Regions from separate parts of the Danio rerio genome. Here region 2 is linked to region 1. A link is a contact called in public Hi-C data. All regions are on one chromosome and are shown on one strand. Each heading gives the region's core, a stretch centred on a gene start, on an enhancer-like site or on the middle of the called end of the contact. The rest is flanking DNA. Distances are from core to core; before and after follow the strand shown.

Evidence for each region. Hi-C and Micro-C count contacts between places; a contact is called where the count stands out from the background.
Region 2: a Hi-C map of an unstated tissue shows a contact between it and region 1, with 4 times the contacts expected there. The contact joins the promoter of csnk1a1 here to the enhancer-like site in region 1. A contact is called at or near these places in 3 of 18 Hi-C or Micro-C datasets (caudal fin, embryo and an unstated tissue) and 2 of 4 datasets of contacts at active chromatin or transcription factors (caudal fin and embryo).

Annotation. Positions count from the first base shown.
Region 1 is chr14:43,274,657-43,282,129 of GRCz12tu, forward strand. fbxo38 (F-box protein 38) reads left to right here. Exons shown (of 21, transcript NM_001433086.1): 18 at 2,856-3,001; 19 at 3,747-3,850; 20 at 6,321-6,434. Among named protein-coding and RNA genes, the nearest start is that of fbxo38, 27 kb to the left of the region's middle. Within about 2 kb of position 3,820, at least 17 of the 62 cell types and tissues checked have an H3K27ac peak or open chromatin away from gene starts, as enhancers often do.
Region 2 is chr14:43,375,506-43,382,978 of GRCz12tu, forward strand. csnk1a1 (casein kinase 1, alpha 1) reads right to left here and starts at 3,586. Exons shown (of 10, transcript NM_152951.1): 1 at 2,959-3,586; 2 at 2,509-2,615. The coding sequence starts at 3,081. si:ch211-195b11.3 reads left to right here and starts at 6,264. Exons shown (of 4, transcript NM_001291900.1): 1 at 6,264-6,370. The coding sequence starts at 6,322.

The DNA.
Region 1 (7,473 bases), core at 2,570-5,069:
TAAGGCATGTTTTGCGACATTTATGTGCTTTGCAAACTTCGACAATTATGTTATTATGACTTATTGGACATTTATTTTTTAATTGTTGTGATAAAATATACATCCTTTTAAAGGCTTATCATTAGTAGGATTTTTGCAAAGAAATTTATTTTTAAAAAAAATTTTTTTTGCAAAAAAAAAAAAAAAAACACTGATAATTTCAGCTTTTTTCCTTCAGTGGTCCTTGGAGTATCTGGACACTTAAACTATTATCCTAACTGTACATCAAATCAAAACAGACCGATGTCCTCTTTTAAGCAGATTTTCAATGTCTTCAGTTGATTGTAGATTTTTAATTAGTGCCCTGATGGTGGAAATATGATTTTTTTTTTGCTTACAGCTCCTTTTTATTTTGTGAAGCTCAAATATCCATCACTGCACTTCAGATCTGTGTCCTTTGGTTTTACTCATTTGATGGATGAAAATGGAATTGAATTTTGGAATATATATATATATATATATATATATATATATATTAAGGGTGGAGCCGAACCCGAATACGGTATTCGGAAAGGCACGAATAGCGTGTTTTTACGAATACTTATTTCGAACAAATACTTGAAAAATTATTTGTATTCGGGAGCAAGAAAAACACTATATCAAAAAGCAGCGTTTCCTCATGAGACCACAGTGCATACCCGCGTGAGTGAGTGAGTGAGTGAGTGAGAGAGAGAGAGAGAGAGAGAGCGAGTGAGACGCTCAGTCGGAGGGCGGGGCGGAGGTGTCTGGCACAATCTTCTCCACAGATACAGACAGAGAAGGCTCGGCTGAGCGAAAAAAATTCTTATCTGCATCACTATTTTTGTTAAATAGATTTTTGTACCTTAATTGGGTTCCAGATGCAGTTTATAAGCTTGTAGCGGAGTTTGATCGGGATCGGGAAGTTTGCAACCAGGTGCTCTTTTTACGCAACGTTAGCTCTGTTAGCGCGGTAATTTAAACAATAGACTGTTGACAGAGTAACATTTACGTTCGTTTATAAAGGTTAAAATGATGCTTGTGCTGTTGTGTCGAATAGTATGCACTTATGGGAGTTATATGGTACGTCTACATTACTGTCTTTTGCAGACAGCAAGATATATGCTATAGGCTAGTTAACCTTAGCATAGCTTCCCGTCACTTTTTATTAACTTGAAACTCCTCAAATACATTTGGGCACCCGAATAGAAAAAGAGTGAGACTGCTTCTGAGCCATTTCTTGGTCCTCCACCAGTCAAAAAAGAAAAAAAAAAATTCTTTGTGGAAGAATTGTACAGTCAGTGGAGCTGCAGATAAAACAAACTGATACTGTAACGTTATAATGTGTGCAAAAGTGAAATCGGCAGAGACATTAAACATCTGTCAACATCTATGCATAATCATTCATTTCTTTTCGGCTAAGTTCCTTTATCAATCTGGAGTTGCCACAGTGGAATGAACCACCAATTTATCCAGCATATGATTTACGCAGTGGCTGCCCTTCCAGCTGCTACCCAGCACTGAGAAACATCCATACACTCTCTTTCACACACACACAATAGGGACAATTTAGCTTACCCAATTCACCTGTATTGCATGTGTTTGGACTGTGGGGGAAACCGGAGCACCCGGAGGAAACCCACGCCAACATGGGGAGAACCCAGTCATGGCTCGAACCAGCAACCTTCTTGCTGTGAGGCAACAGTGGTACTCACTGTGCCACTGCGCAACCTTCTATGTAATGTATTTCCACATGCACTAAAAGCATCCTCTCCTGATACTGTCTGTGAACCCCCCACAAGCATCAATCCCCTCAATCAGCACAGCTATGTTCTGCTAAATCCTCCACAAGCACCAAACCATCAACACAGCCACATTCTGCCCCAGCAAGTCAGTTTCAAACATAAAAAACAAAAAAAAACAAACAAACTTTGTGTCTGTTTTGTGGCAGGCAGATGACAATAGCAGGGCTGTATCTTTTAGTATTATATAGAATACTTTTGTTCTGCCAGATCTCCCAGGCAGGGTTTGTTTAGATTAATTTAGTTAATATTAGTTTTTGGAATTCTGTGCATTGGAAAGAAGTTCTTTCAGAAGAAGAACAGTTTTTTGAAGTATTATTTGTTTTTATTCTGTCTATTCAGTGTCCTTCAACACGAACGGTGGTGGTGGGGTTCATAATATTCACAATCGTATTTTATTAGTTGTTGGTTTAACCATGGATGAGATAATGGCTTCTATGTTATTTTCTTTTCAATGACATTTCTTATCACATGTTCAAAAACAACAACCAATATTGCATGTCTATAATTTATATAATGGGTAAAATTAAACAATACTTTCACTATAATGTAAATTAGAAGTGTAATAGAAAAATTATAGATTTTTGCGCCATTTTGAATTTTACTCGAATACAAATACAAATACTTTCCCCCCCCTCAACAAATACAAATACCGGCTGCTCTGCACATCCCTAATATATATATATATATATATATATATATATATATATATATATATATATATATATATATATACACACACACACACACACACACACACACACAGCGAGTACACATACATTATGTAAATTGAAAAAAATTTTTGGATGTGCATAATTGCAATTAATCAACTGACGCCACTAATTATTCGAATTTATTTGATGTTGATTTTGTTTAGTTTTTTTAGAATTCAGTAATTTTTTTAAACCACATGCAACTATTTTCCAGCAAATGTGTCATAGCTTAATACATATAATTTAATAATTATGTATAATACTTTTTGAGCCCTGTAAAAGCGTTTGGGATATTTAAGGCACAGTTTGTTGCATTTATGCTGTTTTCAACATTCCTCTCCAGATTGACTCTTTGGCTTTGGAGAAAAAGCTTTTCAGTGGTCCGTATCCATACCACATTGCCATTATCCACGAGTTCAGCAACCCACCCAATGTCAGGAATAAGGTGCGCGTTCGTAGCTGGATGGACACCATTGCCAACATTAGTCAGTGAGTGAACTGCATCATTCATAATACAATACACAACACTAAAAGGTTTCTTTACACTTTATTTATTTAAGAGGGGGAAAATTCATGTTGACTTTCCATGCCTGTCCTGCTTTGTATACAATCAATGAAGAGACCACTTCACATTTCTCTGGATTTATGATTTATAGTTATGTGTTTGAGTATAATATAATTTTTGTTTTATTCTGCAAACATCTCATGACATTTTCTTCCCAGTATAAAATACATGTTTTCATTTAGAGCTGTTTTTGTTTGTAATAAAATAATAATAAAAAAAGTTCTTCTTTATGTCTTTTAACTCATTATTTGTATTTGAAATTTGTAGGAAATGTTATCAGATTTGTTAATTAATTATAGAATTAAAACGTTATGATTTTTTACACAAGCCATACTCAATAAATCCAGTGAATATGTCTTTTAAGTTGTCTTTAAATTTTTATTTTTCATAGTTTTCATATGAAAAGCTTACATATTTTATTTCATCTTGTTGCATAGATTTAAAAATATATTTGTTTAGTGTTTTAGATGCATATTACAATCTCTATAAAGCTGTATTTTTGCAAAGTTGTAATAATTTCTAGTTTTTCAGTAGCGTACTTCTTTAGACTTATAATAATTCACAAAAAATGTACCTTTCCAAATCTGCTTCCTGCTTTGTCCACCAGATGGCACTGTTTTCTTACCATGGTTAACTCACCAAGCTGCTTTTTGTTTATCCTTTCACAAGAGAACTCATCAAGTATGAATTCTTTCCGGAGGCCACACGAACGGAAGAGGATGTGAAGAAGTATCCCAGCTATCCCTGGGGCAGAGACATCTACACATTAGAGGGTGAGAGGAAACAGAGCCCTTAGAGACCAGATCCAAACCCCCCTCACTCATTTCCTCTGGAAACATGGTCATACTGAAGAGTGTGAGAGAGAGCGAGAAATTTACAGTCATATTTACATTGCCCAAATCCCTTACATGGGGTTATTTATCTAAAAGGGATAGTTCACCCAAAACTGAACATTCCTTCATCATTTACTCACCCTTTACTTGTTCTAAACTTATTTAAGTTTCTTTCTTCAGGTGGCATGGTGGCTCAGTGGTTAGCAATGTTGTATCCCAGCAAAAAGGTTACTGGTTCGAGCCCGGCTGGGCCAGTTGTTGTTTCTATGTGGAGTTTGCATGCTCTCCCAGTGTTGGCGTGGGCTTCCTCTGGATGCTCCTGTTTCCTCCACAGTCCAAAAACATGCGCTTTAAGAGAATTTAATAAGCTAAATTGGCCGTATTGTATGAGTGTGTGTGAATGCGAGAGTGTGTGGGTGTTTCCCAGTACTGGGTTGCAGCTGGAAGAGCATTCGCTGTGTAAAACATGCCGGAATCATTGGCGCTTCATTCTGCTGTGGCGACCTATGATCAATAATGGGACTAAGCCAGGCATGTTTAAACTCTGTCTTGGAGGGCCGGTGTCCTGAAGGGGTTAGTTCCTATCCCAATCAGACACACCTGGGCTAGCTAATTAAGCTCTTTCTAGGCTATCTAAAAACATCCTTGCAGGTGTGTTGAGGCAAGTTGGAGCTAAAATCTGCAGGACACCGGCCCTCCGTGACCGAGTTTGTCCACCCCTGGACTAAGCCGAAGAAAAATGAATGAGGTTTCTTTCTTCTGTTGAAAGCATAAGAATATATTTTCAAGAAAGCTTGAAACCTGTACCCATTGACATTTGTAGTATTTGTTGTTCTATATTAGTCAGTGGTTGCAATTTTCAGCTTTCTTCAAACATCTTCTTTTGTGTTCAACAGAATATAGAAACTCATAAATGTTTGGAACCACTGACTAACTAGTGATAAATGTACAGTTTTGGGTGAACTCTTTAAGGCAAGACAATGCAGGTGAATATGGTAAAAAAAAATAATGCTGGGCAATTTTTTTTTTGCGATTAATCATATGCAAAACAAAAGTTTGTTTTGACATATTTTAAGTGTATGTACTGTGTATATTTATTGTGTAATACACACATCCATGCGTATATTGCAAAAATGTGTATAGATATAGATATAAAATGTGTATGTCATACAAATAATACATACATTTTAATGTCTATGTAACAAAATTGTTTTGCATAGTTTTTTTTTTTTCTGTATGTTTGCATCACATATACATAATAAGCATATAAAATACACACATATATTGTTAAAACAAACTTTTGTTTTAGATGTGATCAAGCTTTGCCTAGCACTAAAAACATATTAGAGTCAAGGGTTTTACAGAGTGGATTTTGGAAATCTTTTGTTTTCACTCATCAATTCAGAAAATACTGGGTGGGGGAAAAAACATTTTTGTAGAATAAAACGTTTCTCTTTAGGCAAATGATGTATAAACATAAGCCTCTGTAAAAATCTTCAGAGTACATATATGAATAATTGGAAGGTTTAGTTTAAGCTAAAACAGAGATTTAAAAAAAAAAACTTGTTTTAAAACAAAAATAGATATTTAAAAATAGAATTTAAATAGAATTAAATATAAATTTAAATATTTTTTATAGAATTAAAAATAAATGTAAAAATATTTTGTGGTTAAAATGTACTGATTCTATTTGGTGAAGTATGACAAAAGCATTTAAAAGTATATTTTGAATTTGTTTGTTCTTTACTCTAGACTATGAAAATACTTAAAGTTGCTGTGAAGTGCTTTGAAATGTGCATTGTTATTTAATGTTTGACGTAATCTTAACCAAAACACGAAGAGAGGGTGGGACAGTAGCTCCTCCCCTTTTATAAAAACAGCCAATAGGGTTTTGTTTTATCACAGCTCTTCCAGTGAGAGTGATTGAGCTCAGCTGCATCAAATGAAAAGCAAATTTGAATTGTCTTAAAGGGGGCGGGGCATGTCAGATACTAGAAAGCATTTGATTGGTCATGATTTGATGAGAAACTGAAGTATGAGGTGACGTGAAAAAAAAAAAGTTGATCCATTTTGGCGTAATTGAAAAACTACAAGCTTTACATGTTTATATCAGTTTTATATCTTCTAAATGTGAATTTTGTCACTGTTTTAGAGTGCACTAGCTTATAGATATCCTAAAAATGAACAATACTGATGCTAAAAATATATATATATTTAAATTTTATGGGACCTTGAAACTCAAAAAAACAGAAAATCTGTTTTTACCTGCTGTGTCTTGCTTTAATGGATGAGAAAAGTTGCAGGCTCCATAATGTCAAATCGGCCTGTAAGGATGTGCAGGATGCTTTTCAGTCTAATGGAATAAAAATAGTAATAACATTCAACCTTTCCCACACTCCCTGTGCTTTAGGGGTCGTGGATGGGGCGCCGTATTCGATGATCACTGATTTCCCATGGCTTCGCTCTTTACGCACAGCAGAGCCCAACACTTACGCTCGATACGACTTTGAAGATGATGAAAGCAGTAAGTGATGCAATGTCTGTCAGGAAATAATAATGGTCAGGTGTTAATCTTTAACACATTGATGTTAAATGATGGATGAAGTCTTGCTCAGTAGTTTAGCATGAATCTTTGTTATTAACAGTTTAGCACTGATCTTCATTATAGTTAAGCTAAAATGTAAAGTTATCATTGTTTACTTCTTTAAAAAAGTGCATAAAAAGAGCTTAATCTATTTTATTTTCAACTTTATGCTTGTAATTTTTTTAGTTAGTCAACAAAAATCTAATTATATAAATTGCTCAGCATATATATATATATATATATATATATATATATATATATATATATATATATATATATATATATATATATATATATATATGTATATATATATATATGTATATATGTATATATATATATATGTATATATGTATGTATATATATGTATATGTATAAGTACACCCCTCACTAATCTATCTTTTAAATTCATATTTTAATAGGAAGCATACATTAGATTGGTCAGTACTGAAGACAAATCTAGAGGTCCAAAACTGGTACACCCAAATTTTTATGTTATAGAAAAATATTAAATTCAAAAAAATTAAGAATTTAGTAGAAATTTTGTTGGTTGTAAGGGTTTGTATTTTTCTTATATATATATATATATATATATATATATATATATATATATATATATATATATATATATATATATATATTGCTTGAATTTAATTACATTGTCTCCCTATTTCTAAATGTTTGGTGACCAAAATATTATTTTATTACATATATCTGTTTAATAAAACTCAGGGTTCATACGGTCAATAAAAACCTGGAAAAGTCATGGAATTTTGACATGGCATTTTCCAAATTTGGAAAAGTTTCAGAAAAAAAGAAAAACCCACAAATTTTTGGAAAAGTCATGGAAAACAAAAATCTGTTTACTTAAATATAGGTTAGTTGTCATAATTTCTATACTGTTATTTGCCAATCACATACTCTCATATTATTAGTGTGGTGTAAGCATTATTTAAATCAATTTTACATAGAAATATATATA
Region 2 (7,473 bases), core at 2,336-4,835, 100 kb after region 1:
ATGCTGTCATCTAAACTAGTTACAGAAGTTCATATCAAGAGAAATCGCTCACGGAAACTACAGGCCTCTCTCTGTGGGAAACTCATTTCCTCTTTTCAAAACTAAGAGGAAGGCTGAAGAAAAAAAAAGTGTAGTTCGCCTGAATATTTTAACTAAATAATCCCAAAGAGGTGTGATGGTAATGTATATACATTTAAACAGAGTGAGAAGACACTTTTCTGTGATTGAGTTTACATTATAGACATTGAACGGCACACAAAGCTTTTTTCTTTCATCAGGAAAGGCTCTGAGTGATTTTAGGTAGTGTGGGGGAGGAAGATCTCGTATGGCAGGTTTTCCAAGCTCTAGTAACCAGCGACTGAAACCGGTATTACACATCATTTGCTGGAAACTTTAATACAGTCATTATAAAGTGGTTTAAGTGGAGTGGTTCTGAGAAAAAAACTCCTACGATAACTAAATACACTTGCTTTAAAACAAATCAATCCAGTTCTTAAAAAAAAAAAAAAAAAATCACCCAAATAACACTCAAATTAAAAGCACTAAAGAAACTACTTAAAAGTTTAATAAAGATGGCTTTAGTTGACACTGTTGCTTGAATCTCATTTTTAAATTGTTTGGTAAATCCAACAACGACATAAGTTACCCAACTCCTAATTGCTCAGGGTTAAATAACCAGCTATGGTCCAGGAGTTCAAATTTCTGTCAGCATGAGATGCCACAGAAATGGACACCTAAACGCAAGTCTGTAATGGCAGGTTATGGCAAAGGCAGGGCATTCTTGTTTATACTGATATTACCAAGTGAAATTTGTCAGCTGAACTACTTTACTAAATGATATATTAGTGTACGATTAAATGTGAAACTAGCAAAACTCATGGCTGGTAAGCATTTATGACATTTCTAGGAAAGAAAGCTAGCTAAGCAGAAATAATATGGTGTGAAACGTTGCAAGAAACTAAGCTTTTGTCATATTTAATGCTGTTATGTGAATTTTCAAAGCAAATGCAATTAATTTAAGGGGAATAGGGGTGAAAGAATAGGATCAAACTGGTCATGCAAATCAATATTGAATACTGAAATAAAATTTATTCTTTTGTGATTAACATATAATTCTATAAGATGCATTAAAGGTCACATGTTATTTATCTTGGTATCTTTTCCACCTCAAAGAAATGTCAGATCTGTGGGACATAGTGAATATAAAGAGTGTTTAATAGAAACTAAACGCTATCTCTCGTTGATTTGACATCTACAGCAAAGTTAATTTTTAATTACCCAAGTAATAGAGCCAAGAGCGGAGCTTCAAGGGGAGGAAAAAAAGAAGATAAAGACTTATCTGTAAGGGTGCCAGGGCAATTAAACACGAACACACCTTACCATATTACTTTAATTTTTAATTTTGCAGTTACATGAATTAACATCTAAGATCTTAACGTCTACCTTAGGTACAAAACAAATTCATCTCCACAAAACATTCAAAAGTCCTTTTGTGACTAATTAAAAGTTTCTCTGGCATTTTTATGCAAAGTCATCTGATCTGAGTGCATTTTAGAAAGATAAGGCCCACTCACCCACAGGCTCTCAAATGTCTTGAAATAAAGGTTAAACTAGGTTAATAAGGCACAACGTCAAGTAGCTTAGAAAACATAAACATAGTTGTGAGGAAACAGCAAATAAAAACATTTACCCTAGCTCAACCACCTATAAACATTGGGAAATAGGGAACTTCTGCAATCGCAAAGTATGACGTTTGAATTAATTAAGATAAAAATAAGAATACGCGACAGAGAATACAGTCACAGTACGTCATTAATTATAATGTGACTAGAATTAATTACTTGAGGCACCCTATGTGAGCCTTTATCTCATATGTTTTTTTCTCTCTCTCTCTATATATATATATATATGAAAAAGAATCAACATTTTGACACAAACAGCAGCCCTGGTAAGGCTCAGTCACCTTGAGAAGACAGCAGCAGACTCGCTAGGCCCTGAAACTTGTTTTCTCTCATCCGCCATTTTCTGATCGAGAGGGAGGACATGTTGAACAAACACAACAAAAGAGCAGCGGCCATTTCCCACTCGCTCTTTACTCATTACTCAGCAACACACAAACACATGTAATAAGTTATCAAATCTTACTCGCTTTACAATATAATAATCCATTTTACAGAGCACGTATTGTTTGAAGACATTTCACCACCGTTCTTTCAAGCGACGCGGTGAAAACCTAGCGCTAATGAACGGGCTAGTTAGCCTGCTGATGCTATATCATAACCGTAAAACTAAACATAACAGTAATGACACTAATGTCATTAAGATCGATGCATAAACCATTGAGACGTTTAATATACGTTGACAAATGCGAGACGTTACTCTGTAACGCTCCTCGATGCGTTGCTTTCGATCTTAAGCTACCCTTAGTCCCTCAGCCAGATCAAACTAGTTCAGCTAATGTTACCACAAAATCCATAATAATGTCTGATATAATCTGAAGTTACTCACCTGATGTGTGGGATCCCGACTCCTCCCTGGAGAATTTTGTACAATTTGCTTTCATATAGGAGTTGAGGATGTCTGGCTTTCTGTGATTCCAATTTCACAGCTACCTCCTGAAATTATAATAAAAATAATGCTCATTTACCAAAAACTCACAGATTAGTGGCGAAACATTGAAAATAGTTAAAGATTTGACAGGACATGATCTTAAAGAAATGTTTTATCCAATCTGCAACGAGTTATCGTTGATTGGTTTCTCATAAACAAGTCGTACAAATATGAATAACGTTATCCGTTAATCTTTCAGGGCTAACGTTACACCAACTATATGTTTGGAAACCATATGGACTTTAATGTTCTGGTAATCAGACTTGTTGAGCTGGACACACGTATAAACCCCTCAATCTTCTTATCCCAGTCATTCAGCACAAGAATTACACATCCATTTCATTTTACCTCTCCATTTGTGATGTTGATTGCCAAATAAATGTCACCGAAGGATCCAGATCCGATTTTACGAACGAGCTTGTATTTCCCACCGACTATAAACTCGGCTTTAGAGCCACTGCTGCTGGCCATGTCCTAAAATCCGAGAAGTACACTGAAACTGTGTAAACGGGCGAGGTTTTTAGGCAGCTCTCTTCTTCAGTCCAGTAGAAACAATGCTAGCTAGCCTAAAAACGGCTCTTCCTTACTAGCTGTGTCCTTAACTCACAACGACGAAATGAAGATGATAACGGACATCGGTTTCAATATAAGTTTTGCTGCCTCGACATTTAAGTAAAAAAAAAAAAACAAGACTATTTCCCCTGAGGTTGAGGCTGTTTTTTCTCTTGAGCAATTCCCCGAATAGCTGTCTAGCAGCTTAGCCTGAAAGGACACGGAGGAGTCGATGTCCTCGACGCTCTCTTCGATTCACCTCGCTCTGAGGGGCGATTTTTCTTCTTAAAGATGCGTTTTCCCGCTTATTTGAACGAACATCAAGGCAACCGACGTTTTAACGTTGAAGAATTTTTGTGAGTCGCTGCTTTCTCTTCAAAGCGCAACCCACTCACTTCGCCATCTTGTCCGTCTCGGGATGAACAGATTCTGCTGATCTGAAGAGAGGAGCGAGACCGCGCTAAAGCGCGCCGCCGCGGGCAGGGGAGGGGTTCACGCGTGATGTCAACGAACCTGTGGGTACGCGCGGCTAGAACGCGAGGGCGCGCAGGGGAATTTTGGAATGTGTATTGTAAAGCCAATGTGTTACTTTTGTTATAGATTATAATTTTATATTTTGACACCACAATCACTATAATGCGACCGGAATGCCACCTTTTAAATACACGACACCCATAGTCTTACATTTGTGTGAGCCTATCAAAGAGGTTTATTTAGTGTTTTATGATGTTACTCTATTAATTCCTGGCACCATTAAAATAATTCACACAGACATGTCTTGACACATTCAATATTTACACTTCTCGCGATGGCTGCGCACTGTCACGCGCGCTGTTGGCCCGTGCGGGCTACATGGTTCGCTTATGCCACCTAGTGAAGTTTAACGAGATCCAGCTAATAAGTGCTCCTGAAAAAGTAAATTTAGTTGTCATGTGTTCCCCCTCATGATTTTCAACCCTCTGCTACTTATACGGTCTCTTCAAAAAAAGGAAAGGAAAGTTTGGAGCAACATGAGTGAGTAAATGATTTGGATAAACTTATTGTTTAAAGGTTTCTCTCAATCAAGTTATTACACATGGCTCTCTTAATGCTAGTTTTAGTTATGTTTGTCCCCACATAAATTAATATAGCCTTCCTAATATCCTGATTGAAAGTTTCATGACAAGTTGGACAATACCTGACAAAAGTGTGGTCGCCTATCCAAGTTTTAGGAACAACAAATAATAACTTGACTTCTAGTTGATCATTTGCTATCAGAAGTGGCTTATATAAATGACAAAGGCCTCTGGATTATGCCTATTTTACCAAAATAAAATATGATCATGCCTTGATTTGTAATTATTTAATTGGGACAGTAATGTCTGACTTTGCTTAGACAAAAGTCTTTCCACTTAACAGAAATAATGTACAGAATAGAATATAAAGTCATGGTGCAGTGGAAAAAGAATGAATATTGTGCATGACTCCCATGAGCTTGGAGGACTGCATCCATACATCTCTTCAATGACTCGAATAACCTATTAATAAAGTCATCTGGAATGGCAAAGAAAGCGTTCAACTCGAAGTCAAGTTATTATGTGATCTTACAACTGGGATCAACGACAATACTTTTGTCAGGTAGTGTAACATAGTTATCATAACATACTGTTACGAACACATTCAGTAAAGTAAAGCTTCATCAAATAGATAAGAGGCTGTAGGGATGGTATACAGTTTAACCCAAAGAATGACCAGTCTGTCAGATGAAGAAGAGCCGGAGTCAGAGATTTCAATAAGTAAATCAAGTTTACTGAAGATACTTTGCAGTTTCATCCGCAGAAGCCAGCTTCAACACTCGCAATGAGTTCCTAGGCCGCTCTGCTTACAATCACCAATCAATAACAATTATACTCTCACATAACGTCATTAACTGCATCATACATATAGGTGTTCTAACCTGATTGGTTAAAACACAGATAGACTAGGAACATTTCCACGTAGTGTTCGTGCGTATATTCTGAACAATATCTTCAGCATAAACGTCAGACATCCCTTAGACTGATTAGAGCTGACTCCAGAACTGTGAAACGGATCAACAATCAAATAGAACACACACACAAAGTATAATCTGTTTCTTATCCAAGGCTGAGTGTACTCAGACGTTTTTATCAAAACTGGTTAAAAAACGGTATAATCTACATTCAGGCAGTTATATTCTTATTATACAAAGTCTATCTTGAATAAAAGTAGAATCACTTTAAAAGATTTAACCGTAAAAATAGAAAAATCACTTTAGACATTTTAGATAGTAATAACTACTAGAAATAACAATAGAAACAGTTGATTCCAGTCCTCAGCCATCAGTTCCACTCAAGGTCTCCCTGACCTCTGACCTAGTTTGGTGGCTTCTGAAACTAGTTATAAAGAGACAGGCAAATGCACTGAACATTCTTATATTAAGCAATGTGTTAACTTTTTCATTAATTAAAATCAATTCAAAGTTAAATACTCATTCAAATGATCAAATAATTATATTTAATTTAAAAAATTGAGAAACTAAATATAATAGAATTTAATAGAACTTCATTTATCCCAAGAAATAATATTTAATTTAATGCTTCCTTGTTGTAAAAAGTATTTAAAATATCCTTAGTGTTTAGGAGGCCATCTACAAACTAAATCAAATATGAAGTAAAACCAATATGTCATTTTAAAAACAAGACATGAAGCCAAACAGAAAATCAATTACAGTTAACAAGCCATGATTTTCTACAGCAAACATTTTGTGATTTAATGAAGTTAGACATCATCTTTGTAAAACGAGACCTTATTATCCAGCTAGACTTAATGTCCATAGACAAGAGGACCTTTATCCCTGTATAACAAGTCTACAGTGCATCCTGAAGATGTGCCTTATGTTTTTATTTGTTGACAAATGCTTTTCTACCGACATTACAAAACCACAAACAGCCTTAGTCCCAGATAGCAGATACTCTTAGTCATTGTTTGTGGTCCCATGACATGAATGTTGCCCATCAGGTTTTTTTTTCGGAGTAGGCAGAAACAATGAGAGGGAGGGGCTTGTGTTGGTTTATTTCAAAAGGTATATAACCAGAAATCCCAGACTACAAACATATCCAACACCTGCTGAGTTTCCCACTCTAAACTCGCTCAACAACCATGAAGCTCGCCATCCTGGTCTGCGTTTCTGTTGTCTTCTACCTCACTAGTGAGTATACAAATACACTGAACTATTGTGTGTTAATTATCTGAAGCAGACACCTGGTCGTGGTTTTGTTTGATATGTACGTCACTGAATACTGACGTGTCATAATGAGCATGTTTGATAGGCACACATTGTTTTGTTTAACATATAGATGGTGACTTATAAATTGTCATTTGCTTTTATAACAAAATGGATGTGAAAAGGATACGATTCAATTTACAATAAAGTTTGTTGTTTAAAGCCATAAGTAGACTATTCAGTGACCCAGACAGATCCATTTTGTTACATTTTGGATTGAATCTATATTGTTGAGATGTATGGTTTCTGTCATGGGAAGATTTAAAAATCGGTTCTTCTGAAATATGGACAGAGAGTAAGCTGGTTTTAGGAATTTATGAAGTCATATTATCAAGACTTCCTCATCCAGCCTCATTATCTGATGAGAATTTGATTAGAAGGAAATAAAATAAAGATTGTTTATTGGCATAGTTGGTTGCAGGAAGAACATTTAACACACAAAGTTCTCTACCATTTCTACCACAAGTTTTCTAGTAGAAAGTGGTTCTTTTAATTCTTTAGAAAAGTTATTGTGTGTGTGTGTGTGTGTGTGTGTGTGTGTGTGTGTGTGTGTGTGTGTGTGTGTGTGTGTGTGGAGTCATTAAGGGATTCTTTATGAAACCAAAATTGTTCTTTTATTGCTTGATAGTGGATATATTTTGTGTGGAAAAGATATTTCTTTCTCATTTTTACATACTTACACACATACACACTTGTATATATGGTTTACGAGGACTCTCTATAGGTTTTGTATATTCTCCTGTCAAAACTGCTTATATATTGCTTTACCATACCCCTACTCGTAACCCAACCTTCACATGAAGCATCAAAAGTCAAAAGACATCATTAACTTTAGTTTTTAAACGTTTTCAATTAGGCCATCTATAGGTCAACTAGGTCATACATACCCATTATATTAAACAATTTCAGTCTTATTAACCACATAAACCTGTATACACACTAGGCATGAGCTGGTATAAGATTCTGACGGTATGATAACCTTGGATGAAAATATCATGGTATTATGGTATTGTGGTTACAGATATAAA